Linked DNA regions of Mus musculus: region 1 is linked to region 2. The links are chromatin contacts, called in public promoter capture Hi-C maps. All regions are on one chromosome and are shown on one strand. The core of a region is the stretch at or near the end of the contact, and the rest is flanking DNA. Distances in the headings are between cores, read along the strand shown. Region 1 overlaps Rrp1 (ribosomal RNA processing 1 homolog (S. cerevisiae)). Region 2 has its middle 11 kb from the start of Gm47922.

Region 1 (2,853 bases), core at 27-2,526, 250 kb before region 2:
AAGCCCGGGGCTAGGGCAAAGGGGGCTGGGGCCCAGCAACCCAAGAAGAGGATACAGTCATCACAGAGTGCAGAGTGAGGTGCACAGCCCAGGCTGGCACATGGTGGAATGGGGCAGGATACCTGGGCATGCTCCTGCAGCCTCTGAATGCCGAGGTTCTGAGCGTCCGTCCTATAGGGGAGGAGCAGGAGGAGGACGGAAGAAACTCTTGGTTTAGTCCCAGCCTTTAAGCATGATCCTGCCTCAGAGCCATGACCTGCATCTCAGAAAAACACTCAACATTTCACTTGTACATATGCTATGGCTGTGCCTGATCCTAGCCAGAGAGGCCAGAAGATCTGGAGACTGAGTCCAGCCTGGGTTGCAGAGTAAATCCCTGTCTCAGCTTCCCTCCACCATAGTCAGGAAAACAAAACCAAGTAACTGTGTGGTCACTGTCCCCTCCACCCTTGGCTGCCCACAAATAAACTGCGGGTCCTTACAGCACATGGCTGCTTCTCCCATTTTTGGATGTGTGTGTGTGTGTGTGTGTAGGGGTATAGCAGATGTCACTTCCTGGGTGAGGTGTGTATTTTCATCTTACTTTTGAGTTTATGTGCATCTGAGAACCCTTGCAATAGAGCCTGCCCGTGGGTTCATGCTCTGTGCTCCTATCTCAGACTTGCATTGTTGAGGGTTTTCAGGAGGTTCCTGAGACTGAAGTGACAGGGCCATGGCAGGAGAGCCTGGCTGTTGTCACCACCTCTCTTTGGGACACTGTACACAGCATTTATAGAGACCCCAGCTGGCAGCCTGAGCATGACCTGACTGGGCTCTTATTCTGAATAGAGCAGACTCAAGCCCTGCTGCTATGGGCTTGTCCCTTCCTTGGGGTCACTACTGGGGCATCCAGGGCTGCAGGAGGCCAGGTCATGGGAGGAAAGACAGTGCCTAAGCAGTCTCTGCCCCTGGACGCTGTGGTAGCCTAAGCACATCCCAGAGTGCACAGGAGACAGCATTGGGTGGTGTGGGTCACCATTCTGAGAGAGCTGCTTAGGACAGTCACTGGGTGTGACACCCTGGTTCTAATTGAGTGAGGCCCTGGGTTCTACGCCTGTTTCCCCTGGGGGAGACCTGCAGCCAGCACCACCATGTGAAGCACTTCTATGTCTGCAGTCTCTTTAGTAACTGCTTGACTCCAGACAAGAATCACCAAGTCCCTCAACATTGACTGTGGATCTTGACTGATGGAGATCAGGCAGTGCCATGCACCCCAGAGGATAACATTATCTGTGCGAAAGTGGCCATCTTCAATCCCGTGTTCACAGCTTTGAGAGCAGTCACAAGGCACATACCCACTGTCTCATTCGTGAGATAACAGGATATTCTCAGAACTGGGCAGCCGCCAGCAGTTACACATCTGTTACGCCTGGTGAGCCTGCTCCCTGGGTCGGCAGCCTCTGATCTGCGTCATGTCGGTGGGGGGTGGGGGTGGGGCTGCTCTGCACAGGCGCACTTGGGATTGTGCAGTGATGCATGGTCTTTGCATGTCACTGAGCTGTTCTCAGGGCTCAGGCCTCTTTACTGCTCTCGGGGGGTGGGGGGGAGACACCCAGGAGTGCAGCTGCCTGGGCAGCTGTTTGAAGAACCACCAGGCTTTTCTGCAACTCACCTGTTGCGGGTCTTCCGAATGACAGCCCCTGCTCCCAGTGTGAACCCTCGCCTGTCAGTCCGCGGCTTGGCCTCCGACATACAGCCCCAGACTATGGGGGTGAACCAGGCGACCCAGCAGTACCCCCTGTTCACAGTGTGGGAACTTGCCATGCCCTGTCCTGTTGGGTGTGGCAGTTCATGCGGATGCTCACCTGGCTACCTTGTTCTTTTCTGGGCAGTCCAGTTGATCTAAGGAGGTGATGGACCAGGAGAGGCTCTGCCTCTTTGACTGTGTGACCTCCATCAGAAAACAGGCCCCTCCCCAAGCCCATACACACATGAACAGACACATACACACATGAACACAAACACACATGAACACACACACACATGAACACACAGGAGAAAAGGAATTTCTTGGTACTGATGGGGAGGTGGGTTTCAGGACCCCCACAAACACTGAGCATCACCAACACTAAAATCCCTAACTAACACTAAAATCTCCAAACTATCTTCACAGAACCCCATAGAACTTCCTATGTACTTCATGTTCACTCTTGGTACAAGGCAAAAGTCTACACCAATGGCTGCCATGCTTTGTTAAAGGAAATAAGGGGTGAGGGGAGGCACATGCAAGTTCAGTGCAGACCATACTCAATGTGAAACTGTTGCTTTTGGACAGTTTGCATCTACAGGTATTTGAGTCCCCAAGTTGAGAGCCTGTAGTAGTTACAGAGAGGTGGACTGAATGTAATTTATTTTTAATATTTTTCCAACCTGGCGGTGGTGGTACATACTTTTAACTCCGGCACTCAAGAGGCAGAGGCAGGAGACTCTCGAGTTCGAGGCTAGTCGAACAAAACAACACACACACACACACACACACACACACACACCTTTCATTGCAATAGGGATGATGTCTGAAGGCCACAGAGCAAGCAAAAACCCAAGCTGGGGATATTATGGCTTGGATCAGCTCTGAAGGCTATCCTGGGGCCCTGAAGGTTTTCTCTTAAGATCACCAGGGGATCAAACAAGAAGACAAGAACAGCCCCACACACTCACACCACGCGGGGGGGGGGGATTGCCTGCTTTATTAAGAGCCTATTGAATTAAATGTCAAGCTCATCTATTTCTACGCTTTCTTAACTGCCCCACTGGTTTTGATGTGGGCTCTGACCCTCATGTGAGTCTGTGCCCAGAGAGGATGCTTCTGCTGGA
Region 2 (2,952 bases), core at 214-2,713:
AGGGTCCTAAAATATTAAGGATTGGTTCTCCTAAACCAAATGTCAGAGGGCTAGCTCTTTCTAAGGCTCTGTGGAGGAGCTGCCCCAGGCTTCCCAGGGCATCTTGGGTATCCGTTAGTGTGCCACGGCATTGTCCAGACCGTGCCCTCCATTCCCTCATGGTCTCTTATCTAATGATGACCTCCCTCAGGGCCTCTATCTTATGGCCTGTCTCCTCATGGTCTTTCTCATAATCTTTCTCTGATGATCTAAATCTCCATGTGGCCTCCATTTTCTTAGGACCTCTGCTTCATGACATCTCTCTTGCCATATCTCTGTTCCTTCATCTTCTCCAGCTCCTCCTCACCCCCAGCTCCTCCTCATCCCCAGCTCCTCCTCACCCCCAGCTCCTCCTCATCCCCAGCTCCTCCTCACCCCCAGCTCCTCCTCACCCCCAGCTCCTCCTCACCCCCAGCTCCTCCTCACCCCCAGCTCCTCCTCACCCCCAGCTCCTCCTCACCCCCAGCTCCTCCTCACCCCCAGCTCCTCCTCACCCCAGCTCCTCCTCATCCCCAGCTCCTCCTCACCCCCAGCTCCTCCTCACCCCAGCTCCTCCTCATCCCCAGCTCCTCCTCACCCCCAGCTCCTCCTCACCCCCAGCTCCTCCTCACCCCAGCTCCTCCTCACCCCCAGCTCCTCCTCATCCCCAACTCCACCTCACCCCCAGCTCCTCCTCCTCCATCTCTCTCTCCTCATGGCCTCCACTTCCTTAGGCCTCCTCCATATCCACATTTCCCCTCTTAGAAGACCCTAATAATCTAATTTTATTACCACTACCACCACCATTTTATATTTTGTTTTCTTCAAGGTGGGGTTTCTCTGTGCAGCCCTGGCTGTCCTGAAACTTGCTCTGTAGACCAGGCTGGCCTCCAACTCCGTGATCCATCTGCCTCTGCCTCCTGAGTGCTGGGATGAAAGGCGTGTGCCACCAGAGCCTGGCTAAATAACTTTAGCCATATTTAGAGAAGGTCCCATTCACAGGGTTTGACATGAAGCCTCTAACAGGAATTCTGTGAGGGCACAGATGAGCCCATTCACGGGGGTAAGCTGAGGCATGAGGGGGGTGCACATCAAAGACATAATGGTTCACAGGAGAGACCTCAGCAGGGTCCCCATCTATATCTATGGCCAGTACCTGGATTGTCCCATCTGCTGGGTCCCAACTGCTAGGTCCCCTCTGCTGCCTGGTACCCTTTATTCCTGGCATCTGTGGGCAGGACAATGGATATTTCACAGGACAGGTGCTGCTAAGAACGCCCTTGGTGCTGGGTTGTGTTCTTAATTTTAGTTTCTCAGGAGCCACCGGAGCCCCTAGGTTGTATAGATCTATTGCTGAGATTCACCAGATGGCATAACAGCACTCCACAGCTGACTCGGGCCAAGCCCTAGCTCTGTGGCAGGGCCAGCATTTCCTGAAGGGAAAGCATCCCCCAGCACGTCATTGGCTCCCTCGATTTTAAACTCTGCTCTCGGCTTCCTTAAGACCTGTGCACTCATGTGTGCCCTGAGCTCCAGGCTCTGCTAACTTCCCTGACCAAGAAAGGAATTTGTGGAGTTGCCTTCAAACCATGGCATCTTTTTTGGTGCTTTAAAAAAAAAAAAAAAAAGTTCTTTTAGAATTTTCTGTCTTGTGTCATGCATCCCTGAACTTCCTGGTTTGAGCCGAATAGCAGAAGTTCTAAAATATTTCACATTAAGCATCTTTTGGTGTTTCTGACATGGCCCCAAACAGGAAGTTCCAGAGGTCTGTCACAGAAAGTCTATGTCCTGGCCTCTGTGAGTGCCCCAGGATTCCAGACAGTACCTGGGAGATACCATGGAACCTGTTTGAACCGAAAATGACATGAGAAACTGGATTTGTCTGCATTAAGGCTCTGAGTTAATTTGCTGTGCTACTGTAGTAAAAGAGCACACAGTGGGACCATAGCATTTATTGCACCCCTACTAAGCAGGGTGCCCAGGCCTCCTGCCCAGCTCTATACACATTGGGTGTGGCTTGCCTGCTCCGGTTTGCTCTTCTGAGATATTCACATGAGGCAAATAGGAAGCTAGAGATATGGGTATATTCAGGAAAGCTTGGTACTTCCTAAGGACACCATGCCCTGAGCCACCACTGACACGTTCCCAGGTGGCCATGGGATTCTCTCATATGAGCCTCAGTCCCAGGCAGGGTGACCCTTCAGAAGTCAGTAGAGGTGAGGGGTTCCTGGTGCACATGATAGGATTACAAAGGAAAAATAGGCCATGCACAAGGAAGTAGAAAGGAGGGGGCGAGTTAGATTGTCCAGGACTGATCCCTTAGGGGATCTGAGGTAAGCTAGAAGGGGAGGCAAGTTAGCAAGGGAAGCAGGCACCCCATCTTCATCCCACCCACAGATCTGGAGACAGTGAGACCTACCACAGGAAGTCCTGGAGGCCTCAGTGTTGCCTGCTGGATGCTGGTGACAGGGTCATTGGTGATAGATCATGGACAGGAAAACAAAGTGCTCCTGAGACCGGAAGTCGCTCTCCCAGTAGCCTTTGCATTGGGGTAGCAGGGTGCACACCTTTGGGAAGGCCAGCAGATGTAGCTTTGCTGGGGCACTAGATAGTGGTGTGCGGGGCCAAACCCTGTACTTTCAGGAGCCTTCCCTTGTTCCCGATCCCTCACCTGATCAAGAAGTTCCTAGGGAGGACTAAAACAGGACAGGTGCTACCTGACCACAGAGCAGGTGACAGGGAGACAGCCACAGTCACCACCCTATCTGGAGAGGAAGTTGATCTTTTCAAGGGATTCCCAGCCAGAGGCTGTTTTTATTGGGGACAAGAGTGAAAGACTAGTTCTTTATCAAATGAGTCACCAGAGAGAGAGAGAGAGAGAGAGAGAGAGAGAGAGAGAACAGCGAGTGAGCAGAGCACATGGACCAGATCTCC

Evidence for each region. Promoter capture Hi-C pulls out the DNA fragments that hold promoters and counts their contacts.
Region 1: a promoter capture Hi-C map of embryonic stem cells shows a contact between it and region 2, with 2.5 times the contacts expected there. The contact joins two enhancer-like sites. A contact is called at or near these places in 2 of 39 promoter capture datasets (embryonic stem cells and pre-B cells) and 5 of 115 datasets of contacts at active chromatin or transcription factors (embryonic stem cells, fetal liver, large pre-B cells and 2 more).

What each region holds. Positions count from the first base shown.
Region 1 is chr10:78,398,019-78,400,871 of GRCm38.p6, reverse strand. It overlaps Rrp1 (ribosomal RNA processing 1 homolog (S. cerevisiae)), which reads left to right. Exons shown (of 13, transcript NM_010925.2): 13 at 1-510. The coding sequence ends at 78. Among named protein-coding and RNA genes, the nearest start is that of Mir6907, 9.1 kb to the left of the region's middle. Within about 2 kb of position 1,276, at least 85 of the 459 cell types and tissues checked have an H3K27ac peak or open chromatin away from gene starts, as enhancers often do. A contact at or near this core is called in pro-B cells, where this site is marked.
Region 2 is chr10:78,148,067-78,151,018 of GRCm38.p6, reverse strand. No RefSeq gene overlaps it. Among named protein-coding and RNA genes, the nearest start is that of Gm47922, 11 kb to the right of the region's middle. Within about 2 kb of position 1,463, at least 95 of the 459 cell types and tissues checked have an H3K27ac peak or open chromatin away from gene starts, as enhancers often do. A contact at or near this core is called in pro-B cells, where this site is marked.